Linked DNA regions of Mus musculus: all the other regions are linked to region 2. A link is a contact called in public HiChIP or PLAC-seq data. All regions are on one chromosome and are shown on one strand. The core of a region is the stretch at or near the end of the contact, and the rest is flanking DNA. Distances in the headings are between cores, read along the strand shown. Region 1 has its middle 16 kb from the start of Slain2. Region 2 holds the start of Ociad2 (OCIA domain containing 2). Region 3 overlaps Tec (tec protein tyrosine kinase).

What was found. HiChIP or PLAC-seq counts read pairs in DNA pulled down with a chosen protein or histone mark.
Region 1: a contact with region 2 is called in an H3K27ac HiChIP or PLAC-seq map of embryonic stem cells, with 2.6 times the contacts expected there. The contact joins the enhancer-like site here to the promoter of Ociad2 in region 2. A contact is called at or near these places in 2 of 39 promoter capture datasets (cranial neural crest and embryonic stem cells), 3 of 115 datasets of contacts at active chromatin or transcription factors (embryonic stem cells and pancreatic cancer cells) and 1 of 9 other capture datasets (adipose tissue).
Region 3: a contact with region 2 is called in an HNF4G HiChIP or PLAC-seq map of pancreatic cancer cells. The contact joins the enhancer-like site here to the promoter of Ociad2 in region 2. A contact is called at or near these places in 4 of 39 promoter capture datasets (hematopoietic stem and progenitor cells, liver and stem cell-derived epiblast-like cells), 1 of 484 Hi-C or Micro-C datasets (muscle stem cells) and 1 of 115 datasets of contacts at active chromatin or transcription factors (pancreatic cancer cells).

Annotation. Positions count from the first base shown.
Region 1 is chr5:72,895,823-72,900,217 of GRCm38.p6, forward strand. No RefSeq gene overlaps it. Among named protein-coding and RNA genes, the nearest start is that of Slain2, 16 kb to the right of the region's middle. Within about 2 kb of position 1,264, at least 30 of the 459 cell types and tissues checked have an H3K27ac peak or open chromatin away from gene starts, as enhancers often do. A contact at or near this core is called in embryonic stem cells, where this site is marked.
Region 2 is chr5:73,337,696-73,342,134 of GRCm38.p6, forward strand. It overlaps Ociad2 (OCIA domain containing 2), which reads right to left and starts at 1,252. Exons shown (of 7, transcript NM_026950.4): 1 at 836-1,252.
Region 3 is chr5:72,848,334-72,853,417 of GRCm38.p6, forward strand. The region is part of intron 1 of Tec (tec protein tyrosine kinase); the gene reads right to left. Among named protein-coding and RNA genes, the nearest start is that of Tec, 18 kb to the right of the region's middle. Within about 2 kb of position 3,693, at least 82 of the 459 cell types and tissues checked have an H3K27ac peak or open chromatin away from gene starts, as enhancers often do. A contact at or near this core is called in hematopoietic stem and progenitor cells and pancreatic cancer cells, where this site is marked.

The sequences.
Region 1 (4,395 bases), core at 14-2,513, 440 kb before region 2:
AGCACAAATAGCCCTGTAACCCATTCTAGATGCCCGTGTGATGCCTCATTGCCCATAGAATAACCACCAAGCTTATTCTCCTGAACACAAGGTGTCACAGCCGCCATTCCCTGCTGGCTAGCGCTCTTGTTTCTTATCCCTACCCACAGCAATTAGTGCCACGAGCAGCCAGCTGCTTTAACTGCAGCTCACACCACACACACACACACACACACACACACACACACACACACACACACACATACCATCCATCTCTTGCCTCTGAGTCCCTCAATCCCACCACCCAGCATACCCTCCCTCTCTCCTGGATGATGACTATGTTATAATAGAGTCTACGCAAAATACTCTTATTCCACTGGGCGTGCTGGTTCTTGTCCGTAATCTCAGCACTTGGAGAGGTAAGAATGAGAATCAGGCATTCAAGCCTCATAATGAGTTCAAGTGGAGATCAGCCTGAGATTAGTGAGACTTGTTTCAAGACACATGTACACACACACACACACACACACACACACACACGTGCACAAAAAATACATATACATGCACACATACATACACACATGCACACGCATACTTATGTGTATTCTTTTTTTTTTTTACAAACATAATAATTGCCCTGCTCTGATTATTACCCAAAATACAGGTGGCCTCTTGGTGTGATATTCCCTGGTGACTCCGAAATCACACTGGCCATTGTGGTCTATTTTGAGAAATCACACTGGCCATATGGTTTATTTTGAGCAGTAGAACGCAAGCAAGTTATACTCATCACTTCCAAGTAGACACTTCAAAAAAAGGAGTGTGACTTACAGTGCCTGTTCTCTGTCCCTTTCTGTTTTTACTGTTATGAGGTCAGTAATATTCTAGAGGCTTCTAAGCACCTAGAGTGAAGTCAGTATTCAAAACCTGCCAATGACATGACCTGAGACACATCTCAGTGGGTGTAAGCGCCTGGCCTTTTAGAGTCCTTTGCGTGTCTTATTTAGAGTCCACAATAGTGGATCCTGACGCTGGCAATTGTCTGCTATCCTTATCACTGGGCCTTATCTCTCCCGAGGTTCTGTGGTAGCTGCACCGCCACACAACGCTAGACAATACAACCTCCTATTGGAGGAAGTCCCTAGTTCAAGACTTTTGGCAGGAGGCAGGCTTTACCTCCCACTAAGGAAGTTAAAAATAGCAAACACTTGTTCCCCACATTCCTCCTAGTGAGGGAACAGGCACGTGACCTAAGGTCATCCTTAGAAGCGTCCCACTTAGGGCTTTGGAACCTTGATACAAAGTGGGAACAATGTTGCACAGCGCAGGTTCTATGGCTGCCGGTTGTATTCTCCATCCAGGGAAGTAATAGCAAAGAACACCGAGCCAGGGTCACAGTGTGCATTGTGTAGCGATAAGATTAGCAGAACGTTCCAGTTGAGCGACCCGCCTGGGTTGTCGACTTCTCAGTCCTCCTGGCTCCTGTTCACTTTCTGAGCCTCCCAGGAGCCTCTCCTACAGTTCTCTCAGTAACTCTGATATACCCAAGATCCTTCCAGTCACCGCCTCCGATTCCCCTCAGATTCTCTAGCTGTTTCAAGAGCCCGTAACTGAGAATCTTGTTCCCAGGAATCCCCAGGACCCAAAATGATGCAGGGTCCATATGGAATCATGGTTTTATTTTATGTATGCCTGTGCACCCCGTGCATGCATTGCCTGTGGAGGACAGACAAAGGTGTCAGGTCCTCTGAGACTAGAGTTATAGACAGTTGTCAGATGCCATGTGGGTGTTGAACCAGAAGACTAGCCAGTTGTCTTAACTGCTGAGCCATCTCTTCAGCCCCTCCAACCACATTCAAAGAGTCCAATTTGGCATCTTCCAAAAATCTTACTTATTTACCAAGATCAGACCTCACACTGTAGTCCAACCTGACCTCAGATTCCTAGCAATCCTCCTGCCTCAGCCTCCTAGGCAAAAACCTATTTTTTTAAAAAAAGATTTTTATTGTAATTTATCTGTCCACTAGAATGAATGGGTGTGTGTGTTTGTGTGTGCCCTTGGAGGCCAGATTCCTTGGTCTAGAGTTACATGTAGTTGTGAGCTATCACAGGTTCTTGGAACTGTACTGGGGTCCCCTAGAAGAGTAGCAAGCATGATTAACCACTGAGTCATCTCTCCAGAGGCCCCCAGATGATCTTTGAAAAGCCCTAGTCCTTAATTCTTCTGGTGAGCATTAAAGGGAATCCCACCCCTGAGCTGTACTCAGCCACACTATTCTCTTTCTCTACACTGCTTCACTCCGAGAAGGCTCCTCACGGCTGCCCCACCCCAGCCTCCGGCCGTCCAGTGCCTGCAGCTCTTCTCCTTTTACCACCCCCACCCCCACCCAGGCCCCCACTGTCTTGGCTCACTGTTATCAATGACATCTTACAGCGACTGGCTGGGTCCTTCCTTCTTTGTTTCACCTCCCAGATCTTGTTACCCCTTCTCATTTCCCCAACGCTGCATCATGAATTCTGCAAGTCTGAGAATCAAATTGACCACAATTCTCTGTAAAGGTGTATCTCCCAGGCCATAGCCACCTCCTAACTTCTGTAACTTGCACCAGGCTACTGTTGCTTTTATTAAATTGGGGACATCCTAACATCCAAGAATGGAGAGCCACTCTTGAAAACCTGCATTTCCAGGTTGAAAAAAAAAATGTGGTGTGCTGAAGAAATGGCTCAGCAGTTGAGAGCACTTGCTGTTCTTGCAGAGGCCCTGGGCTGGCTCCCAGCACACACATCAGGTGGCTCACAGCCCCCTGTTACTCCAGCTCCAGGGGATCCGGATCCAATGCCTTCCTCTAACCTCTGTGGGCATACATATCATACACACAGTGCACATACAGACATGCAAACACAGGCAAGCAAACATACACACACATACAATGTGCACATACAGACAATCTCGCATGCACACACAGAGAACAACATTGATACCCCATTTCTTCAATGTAAGAATCAGCCAGAGTCAACCTTTTATAGAACACCACCCCACTTCTCCTTGACCCCAGTTAGTGGTTCAAACACAACTTGTTTCATCTTTGCTCCAGAAAGGCCTAAAAATACCCATAGGTTAAAAAGCACCTCCTCTTTAGGGATGGGGTGTAAGGAGGGTCACAAGAAGGACATACATGGCATTATAAATCCTTTCCTGCATATGTATCAAAAGATGGCCTAGTCGGCCATCACTGGAAAGAGAGGCCCATTGGACACGCAAACTTTATATGCCCCAGTACAGGGGAACACCAGGGCCAAAAAGGGGGAGTGGGTGGGTAGGGGAGTTGGGGTGGGTGGCTATGGGGGACTTTTGGTATAGCATTGGAAATGTAAATGAGCAAAATACCTAATAAAAAATGGAAAAGAAAATAAATAAATAAATAAATAAATAAATAAATCCTTTCCAGCTATGGAGAGACAAAAGGAAGGAAGGCAGATAAAAGTGGACACCCATGGGAGAGAGGAGGGCAGTGTAGGGCACAGGGAGAGGGGGCAGCTCACAAAAAACGGTCTACCAAGCAAGAGGAGCGCCATGCTCACAGTACCCTCTAGGCTTGTGTTTCAGAGGTGCCGGTAATTGTCCCCTTGACTTATCTACCTCTGCCAGTCCGCACCCATTGCTGTATCTGCAGGTTATCATTCCCAGCTCAACCCCTCCGAGCTTTGGAGGAGGTAAATACAGTGTCTGTGGCTTAAAGGCAAGCTGCCTTAGGTTCCACTTTAAGCACACGGGAGAAAGGGCAGCCGAAGGAAGTCACAAGATAAAACACTTCGGAAAGAATATTTACCTTCTGTCTTTGTAGGAGTTTCTATTGCTGTGAAAACAAAAACAAAAACAAACAAACAAAAAAAAAACACAAAAAACCACTGTGACCAAAAGCAACTTGGGAAGGAAAGGGTTTATCTCACTTGACTTCCATACCACAGTCCATCACTGAAGGAAGTCAGGGCAGGAAGTCAAGGCCTGAACCAGGAACTGATGCAGAGGCCATGGAGGGGTGCTACATACTGGCTTGCTCCAGGGCCTGCTCAGCCTGCTTTCTTATAATACCCAGGACCACCAGCCCAGGAGGTAGCACTGGCCACGGTGAACTAGGCTCTTCTATATCAATCACCAAGTGAGCAAATGTACCACAGGCTAACCCATAGCTCTGACTGGTGGGGGAATTTTCTCAATTAAAAAGATCCTCTTCCAAAATGATTCCAGCTATGTTGAGTTGACAAGAAATCGAGTCAGCACACCTTCGAATGTCTGTTTCTTTCTCTCTCTGTCTCTGTCCATCTGTCTGTCTGTCTCTTCCTCTCTCTTTTTTTCTCTCTATGTGTATATGTCTCTGTGTCTTTGTGCATTCTTAGTAAGGTCAGAAGAGAATG
Region 2 (4,439 bases), core at 2-2,501:
GACTTGGGCACAGCAGTCTTAAGCTGTGCAAGGATGGGGATGAGAAATGAAGACAGGACCAGGGCACAGTGATAGGTGTCTGAACAGTAGGGGAACAATTGTCAGAGTGGCTCTGGGCATCTTATTTTCTAGGAATTAAGACCCTAGGAAATCTTTGCCACCTATAGGCAAATTAGATGATTTTTTTTTTTTTTTTAAATTCCCAGTCAGACCCAGAGCCATCTCAAGAATCAGGAAGCAAGCAACCACACACCTCAGTGTTGGTGGGCTGGGTCTTCCAGAACCCAGTTGCTTGCTTTGAGCAAGCCTTACCTTCTGGGCACATGCGCGTGAACACACACGCACACACTCTCAGGTCTGGTGCCTGACCCAGTCTGTGGCGGGGGAGGGGAGGTTGGCCCAGAATCAGCTAGCTAGATTTAAAGGCTAGACCCTTCCAAGAAGGCTGCCTGCAAAACTCCAAGCTACACCCCTGCTTGGGGTCGCAGGAGTTGGTGGCACCTGGAGAGGAGCCAGGCAGGCAAGCGTTGGAGACTGGCTACGGCGGAGCGGCGGCGGTGCAGTCTGTGAAGGGCCTGCGCAAGTCCCCAGCACCCGGGAAGGAAAGCCAGCAGAGAAAGACACTGCCCCAGGCCACCTCTCCTGCCCGCACACCACCCTCTGTGGGCTCACAAGTGCGGGTGGGTGCTACCGAGGCGGAGCTGCGCACGCACGCGCACACACACACACACACACACACACACACACACACACACGACTGCAGACACCCCTCCCGCGCGCCGCACACGCCCACCGCCCCAACCCGAACCCCAGGGCCCCTCTCCTCTCCCCTCACCTTTTTTCTTGGCGATCTTTCCTTTCTTCCCTCCTTCCTCTTCCTTCCAGCGCTCGCTCCTCCCCGCACCTCTGCGCGTCGCTAGCTCAAGACTCAGCAAGTGCAGCCCGCCCCCACTTGCAGTCTCATTCTCTGTTGGTGACACTGGGAGAATCCAGCACTTTCCAGAAGCCCCCACTTCTCAGTCTCTTCCTAACACTTGCTATACTCTACCTCATTGTTTTTCACGTGACTCCGTCCTCCCAACAAAAACACAGGCGACTCCAACTGTTTCCCTGAACCCCCTCTCTGGGCGGATTTAAGCATTCACCTCAGAACAAAAGCACTGTGCTGCGGACAGCCGGGACAGCCCGGTAGGGTCCCCAACCCCGAGGGAGTCAATTACAGCCCACCTTGGTTCCTTAGCCTTCTTTTGCCAAGCTTTTACCCTCCCAATGGCTAGCCTATGAGGGGAAGGCACTGAGTGTGTGTGTGTGCGTGCGTGCGTGTGTGTGTGTGCGCGCGCGCGCGCGTATATCCTAGTATGTGTGACTATAAATGAGTGCCTATGTATGTGAGAATGTGCAAGTATATATGTGAACACATATGAGTATATATGTGTGTCTCTGTGTGTATGTATGTAAATATATGTTAGCATAAACCTGTGCCTATATTATGTGAGTGTGGGTAAGTGTATATATGAGCGTATACATGTATGTATGTATGTCTATGTAATTGTATGTGACTGAGTGTAAGTATATGTGTGTTAGTGCATTTGATGGTGTCTAGGAGTATGAGAGGGTGTGCATGTATGTGAGTGGTGGTGTGTGAATGCATGTATACATGTGTGAATGTGTATCTATGTAAATGTATGTGTGTGTTGTGAACAAGAATTTCCAGAAAGACGCTCTGTCTGCAGAGACTGACTGACTGACCAGTCTTGCAGTGCTGAGGGGGGAAATTTGGAAGTTGCAATTCCAGAGGCAACTTATATTTTCTAGCTTTAACCCCCACAACGGGGCTTCCTTACCCACCCCTCTGTCCAAACTAACATCCTGTGACTAACAGTTCATTTCCTGCTGCCCACAGAGATCAGAAGAGGGCATCGGGACCCCCCACCCCCACCCCCCGGAATTGGAGTTACAGATGCTTGTGAGCTGCCAAGCGGGTGCTGGGAACTGAACCCAAGTCCTCTGCAAGAACAACAGGTGCTCTTAGCCACTGTGCCATCTCTCCAGGCCCTGTCCTGGCCTTTTCTACCCTGGCCTCCAGCCTGGCTGGAAAAAGACCCTCTTCTCTTTCACACTCAGGAAAAGTTGTGTCCTCTCAGGGTACTTATCACCATAACAGTCCACTGGGGAAATGTACAGTGGAGAAAGCACCACCCCTGCTTGCTTTTAGTTGACTTTATACCCATTTCAGGAGGTCACCAAGCCCAGCAATGTGTCCTTTGGCCTTCCAGATCAGATTTCTGCTCAGCTCTATATACAGACATGTTAATCATTTAAAGATCGGTCCTCTGAAATTGGCAATACAAGATTGATTACGCCTCCACCTTCCTGCCCCCACCCTCCAGAGCTGGGTGGTTAAGAGCACTTGCCGCTCTTCCAGAGGACCAGAGTTAGGCTTGAAAGAACTTGAAACTCCACTCTAAGGGACAAGACTCCTTCCTCTGGTCTCTGTGGGCAGATGTGAGCACTTGCACACACATACACATGACTAAAATAACTTTTTTTTAAAAAAAAGATATTGCTGGTTTAGTTGATTCTCCATCCCTAGTAGACAGCGGCAGACTCTCCCTGTGGCGTTTCATTTTCCCTTGACCCAATTTGACTCTCAAATTAAAGGTAACGTAGGCCTGCTAATTTTATTTTCTGTTACCAGAAGTCAGAAATAAGCCCCTGTGGTGCTGTGGTTTTCAGAGCTGCGCTTTCTAAGTGTTCTTGCGAAGTAGATGAGCCATCTCCCTTACACCTCACACAAACCTTCAAAGTGGCATTTACCCTACACCATCTTGCTGCACTGAGTGTCGGAGTATGTGTGCCTCATTTGCATATCCACTTCCCACCAGAATGTTCCAGTAAAATGCTTTAAATAGCTAGAAATTACCCTTGGTCACACTTATAGCACAAACTCCTTAAATAGTACTTGGTTGGCTACTCTGGTACATCTGTGTGCAAGCATGTACCCCTTATAGCACAAACTCCTTTAATGAGCCTTGTTTGACCATGCTGGTACATCCGTGTGCAAGCGTGCTCGAAGTGACAAGGCACGAGGCAGTTCCACAAAGGAGTGACCTTCAATGAAACACTAGAATAAAAGAACCCCGGGCTTGGCCCTGAAAGTCTTACCCGTGGAATGAAGTCTGTGTTGGTCCTTACTTCAGCATTGTGTAGGGCCTGAGGATCATGGCTGCATAGCTGATACTCAGAGGTTAGTTTAGCATGTGCCAAGCTACTCAGGGCAGGCTCCAGTGTGAACCATCTCTGCAGTCCCGTGTTGTTTCCAGGCAACATCTAGATTCATTAGCTGGGCTTGCATGATTCAGCCCTCAGGTCCTCTGAGGGAGAGGCTGAAAGACTCATACTCCCTCCTTTCTGCTTTTTTGCTCAGCCTGGTCCAAACTTGGTCTGCTTCTTCATTCTCCTTTCATTTGTAAAAGACTCAGCCTTGAGGTCAGTTCGTGGAAAACCTATCTACAATTTAAGACACATAGGGGTGTAGTGACCAACATTCCTAATGACAGCTGCTAGGTACAATACTCGGTGCTAAACTTCCCTCCGTGATGCCTAGAGGTCTTCAGTCAGCAGTCCTTCCCCAACCTAAGCTTCTCCTAAGAGAAGGCCCTCCCCGCCCAACTCCTCCTCCCCCAACCTAGGCCCCCTTCCCCAAGACAGTCAATCATTCTGCAGTGGATGCCTGCCAGCCCATCTTCCCCAACTGTGCCATGTATGTCATTCCTAGTAAGTGTAACACACACCATATTTTCAAGCACCTCCCTCCAGGTACTTGGATTCTTATCTTTCATGTTTCTGTAACAAATTACCCAGGACTGACCATTTTAAAAATAAAGAATAGAGAAATAAAAATATAAAGAAAAGAGCCAGGTGTGGTGGTGTACATTTCTTTTTTGTTTTTTGTTTTGGGTTTTTGTTTTTTTGTTTTTTGTTTTTTGTTTTGAGACAGGGTTTCTCTGTGTAGCCCTGGCTGTCCTGGAACTCAATCTGTAGACCAGGCTGGCCTCGAACTCAGAAACCCATCTGCCTCTGTCTCCCAAGTGCTGGGATCAAAGGCGTGTGCCACCACTGCCCGGCGGTGGTGTACATTTCTAATCCCAGCACTTGGAAGGCAGAGGCAAGTAGATCTCTGTGAGTCTGAGGCCAACCTGGTGTACATAGCCAGTTCTAGGATATCCAGAGCTGCATAATAGACATTGTCTGGAAGAGAGAGAGAGAGAGAGAGAGAGAGAGAGAGAGAGAGAGAGAGAGGCAGAGAAGCAGAGACACACAGAGAGATAGAGAATCAGAGACAGAGAGACAGAGATAGGCAGAAGAGGAGAGAGAGAGAGGGGGGAGAGAGAGAGAATATATTTTTAGAAACATAAGTTTCCAAATCATGTTTAGAA
Region 3 (5,084 bases), core at 2,443-4,942, 490 kb before region 2:
AAACAAATTATTGAGGCCATGGAACAAAACTTCTCCAAGGTCATCACTAAACACCAACAAGGCACCTCATCTCTCTCTACACAAGCACACTCACTCCCCTGGCACACACTGGGCACACATTCCCAGAGGGCTCACAAACACCGGTGCTCAACAAATGGTGAGCACGTGCCTGCCCCCAGCCAAAACACGTTTCAAATGTGCAGTCTGTGAGACATCTGCCGTGCACTTTCTGAAATCTTTGAGTATCTGTGTGATGGGTGTGTAGAATGTGTGTATGGATGCAGGACAATATGCCATGGCACGCATGTGGAGATCAGGGGACCACTTCAGCTGTTGGCCTGCACTGTCAACCTTGTTTGAGACAGCCTCCCCTTTTGCTTTCCTGCTATGCAAGCTAGCTGGTCCATGCACTTCCACGGACTCTCCTGTCTCCCCTTCATGTGTTAGTGTGTGCTACCATTTTTGGATTTACATGGGTTCTAGGGATTCAAACTCAGATCCACTGAGCCATCTCTCTAGTTCCTACTTGACACTTCAAAAGTCCAGTTACAATGGCTTAAAAACCACAAAAAGGAAGTCGTGGCTCAGCTAAAATTCTGGAATGTGTGCCTCTCTGGAAGCCAGCAAGTTGCAGGCTGCTGGCATCTAGTCTGTGAATAAATGGGAATCTTTGCATTGCCAGATGCAATTGGTTCTTTATATCAATCAAAAAGGGAAGTCAAGCCATGCTGGCCTAAGACCCTGAATGAGAATGTAGCACATTAATTCACACCCCCTTCCTAGCTCTGCCTGAGATCTGCCAGACTTGTAAACCACAGCCAAACCTAAGACATTGGAGTTACCAGCATCAGTCAGAAGCCAGTGCCAGACACACTGAGAACGACCTACTTAGGGAGATGTCTTACTTAGGGTGACTCAGGTTGCGGACAGACACCGTGACAAGGGTGCCTTAGAAGAGAAATCTTTCATTGGGAGCTTGCTTAGAGTTTCGGAGGGTTAGTCCATGATCGTCATGGTGGGAAGTATGGCAGGCAGACAGGCACACACTGAGGCAGTAGCAGAGAGGTTACTCAGGCAGGAGAGGAGGAGAGGAAGAGGTGGGGAGGGAGAGGGAGACAGAGAGATAGAAGGACAGGGAGAGGGTGAAAGATAAAGACAAAGAGAGACAGAGATGAAGAGAAACAGAGACAAAGACAGAGACAGAGACAGGGACCTGACCTCCTCCTACAAGGCCACACCTCCTCCAACAAGACGGCATCTAATCCCTCCTAAACAGTCTACCAATGGGAACACATTCAAATATATGATCCTTCAAAGGGCTCTTCTCACTCAACCCCACCACAGGAGACATCACTAGTGTGAGAAGGTCTTTGAGCACAGTAGGGAGTGTTTTTCCTGAGTTTGGGTCCCAGTACTCAAAGAAACAAACAAAGAAAACAGAAAAGGAAAATTTGTGAATGTACATGTGAGTGTATTTGTCCGAGTGTGTGTACCTGTTGGCTGGGCCTAATGCACACTCACTAAAATTGCCCAGAAGGACCTCAGACACTCTCAAGTTGACAGAAGAAACTGTTTCAACAGCAGACATACGCTTTCACTCCAAATTAACCATTGAGTACACGGAGACATACACCTGAAGGTCAGACATTGAATAAAGCGTATTCTGAATTTTCAGACCATCCTTTCTGGCATTCACGTAGTACCCTGTCTTCAGTACACCCCACCATCTCTACGAATCGTGCCCTGGCACAGTGTATCATTTACAATCCCCTAAAGAAACCACCAGTTTGATCCACTTACACTTCCAAGTACCATGTTTATTCTTGAAACTCGGGATTAGCTTTCCTGTCAGTCTACCTCCCCTCACATTCTTTCTCCTCCAACCCCTCCCATTAGGCTCTGTCTGTCTACCAAGACTGTGCCTGTCAATCTCTAAGGATGTCCACGTAACCAGACCCTGCTTCTTAATTCACATCCTACTGGCTCCATTCAACACATGTAGGTGTTTCCCCATCCCTGGTCCCATGGCACAGACATTCCCTATATTTCTTTGGTCCTAGACGCTGCAGCTTCTCAGCCTTTGTGCTGGTTTGAACGGGATTGGCCCCCACAAACACAAATATTCGCATGCTTGGTCCTCGGTTGGTGAATTATATGAGATGGATTAGAAGGATCAGGAGATGTAGTTCTGCTGGAGGAAGCATGGTCTTGTTGGAGGAAGTGTGTCACTGAGGGTGGGTTTGCTAGGCCCAGTGTCTGTCTGCCTCTGTCTCTGCCTCTCTGTCTCTGTCTCTCTGCCTTTCTGTGTCTCTCTGTTCTCTCTCTCCCTCTCTCTCCTGCATGCTGTCTATAGATCAAGAGGTAAACGCTCTCAGTTACTTCCCCAGCACCATGCCTACCTGTGTGGTGGTGTCATGCTCTCCAACATGATGATAATGGATTAACCCTCTGAAACTGTAAGCCAGGCCCCCAATTAAATGCTTTCTTTATATCAGAGGAGTTGCCTCGATCATGGTGTTTCTTCACAGCAATAGAACATGGACTAAGACGGCCACTTTGCTGTTTCCCCTTTTCTATTTTACTTCTCAGGCAGGAGTGCCGGATTCCATCTGAGGCCTGCTTTGTTTCCACACCTAGACACTCCCTTTATGGTTAGCCTCGCATCATGCCATGGCTTCAAATACAGTCTCTAGGGATGCCTCTGAAATCTACTTGCTCGGCCCTTAATTCCTCAAGAACTTCATCTTTTACATCCACCACAACCCTCACCCCTTCATCTCAGTTCCTATCAGTTATCTCAGAACTTCAGGGACCCTATCAAACCTGTCCTGCCCCAGGCCTTGTTATCCGAGTAAATGCTTCACTAAATCCAGAGCTCAAAGCTGGGAAGTTCATTTGATTCTCACCAACATACACAACCTCTCCGGTCTTAAATCCAATTGCTCGGCATGTTCTTTGAACCATAAATACAAACCACTTTCTGAGTCTATTCGACTCTCTCTTTCATTCCTCCCCACTAGTATTCACACTCCTGACCTTGGCCTGACCTTGGTTTCTCGTATTCTCCTCACACATGAGTGCCTGCCTCTTGCCAGACCCTCCCACGCTGACTATGAAGACCCTCAAACAACCTGCGTTGACAGACAGGACAGAAGCAAACTTAACCAAAGGTATGATCTTAAGACACTCTTGCTTGTTGTACCTCTGTCTTTGGTCCTTTGCCACGGTCATTAAAAAGGTGACTGAGAAGAAGCCCACACTAGGCTCCTAGAGAAGGATCAGGGACTTACGGGACAGAACAGAGCCATGCCAGCAAAGTCATCTTAAAGCAGGTGACATCTGGTCCTCCCCAAAAGAGGTAAGAACCCAGACAGCATGGCAAAGCTACTGAACTAAACCACAGCCACCACAGGTACACGGGCTAGTTTAGTCAAGAGCAACAGAGCCCAACTCAGAGCAGGAAAATGATATAAACAGCCCACAAACTCCTGAGCAACAGTGGACCGTTGTTGTATGCTGCTGAGTGTATGGGGTGTGTCTCACACAGCATTACTGCAGTGATAACTGATAAAACTGCAACCACCATCATAATCTTATCAAAACTCCCGCAATATCCCCAGTGGATCTCACCACTTCCTTATCTCCTCGTACTAGTTTCTCCATTCACCAGTCAACACAATCTTCTAAAAGCATGAGTCATGACCATGTTGCAATCCCTGTTTATATGCTTACACTAAAAGCCACTTTAACCTAGCCTACCTCCAACTCCAACTGTATTTAGTACCCACCCCCACACTGACCCATCATGATTTAAGCATTCCTTCTTCTTCCAACAGAGAAATCCATGCGCTCTCCTTCTTCCTATGAATGTTCCATCTATCTATATCTCTTTATCTCTTTCTTCCCCTTTCTTTCTCCACCCCATCTACTCATTCTAATTTGAATGTTACTTTACATGTCACTTTCACAAAAAGGCATTGCTTTGACGACCCGCAACATTGACCAACAGTTGGCAGAACTATCCTCACCTAGGAGAGACAAGCCTCTGATCTAGATTATGTTAAACTGAGGTGGGAAGACCCACTTTGTGGGTTACACCATCACCCGGGCTGGATCCCTGGGATGAATAAGATGAAGGCCAATGAGCTGAGGACCAGCATGTATCATCTGGTCTCTGCCTCCTAGCCGGGGATGCAATGTGACCAGGGGCCTCCAGCTCCTGCCACCAGACCTTTCCTGCTGTGATGAGCTGCACTCTTGTGAGCTGACACAAACCGTTCCCTGTGATGCTTTAGTCACAGCAACAGGAGAGGTAACGCATGCACTGCCAGATCTAAACTACACAGACTAGCTGGATAAAAGCCTGTAATCCCAGCCCTGGGGGAACTGAAGGAGGAGGGCTGCAACTTCAAGTCCAGCCGAGGCTAACTAGGAAGGCCCTATCTCAAAAAAAAAAAAAAAAAAAAAAAAGCAGTGGGAACTGAGAGCTGCCTCAGTGGTTAAGAGCACTGGCTGCTCTTCCAGAGGTCCTGAGTTCAATTCCCAGCACCCATATGGGGGTTCACAACTGTCCTTAACTCTAGATCCAAATCTGATACTCCATCAGGCACATACATACATTCAGCCAAGATACCCAGACACATAAAATAAAAATAAATATTTAAATAAATAAACACACAATCAAACCTTATAACTGAGAAAATAAAATATCCAGTCCATTTTATTCTGCTTAATTTGCATTCTTAGCATTATACTGTGATGTTTTTCTTGATTCTGTGTCTTTTACTAAGTATCCTCTTGCAATTGGTTGTTAAGTTTCACAAGAATAATATCCAAGAACGTGTGCCCACCTCTAGATCCTCAGCTCCTAGAGTTCCGTCACCTAGTTGGACATTCATAAAGGCTGTGAGAGATCTCCCTGGCTTAGTTGTTCAGGGAGTGGATCAGCTCCTTTGTGAGAGAAGGTCTGTATTTTGTATATTTTATTTGTGTCCCTGTATGAGTGTATGCTGTGTACGCAGGCTTCTGTGTGCATGCATGTGTGGTGTCTTTCTGTCTTTTTGTTTGTTTGTATGGTGGATTTG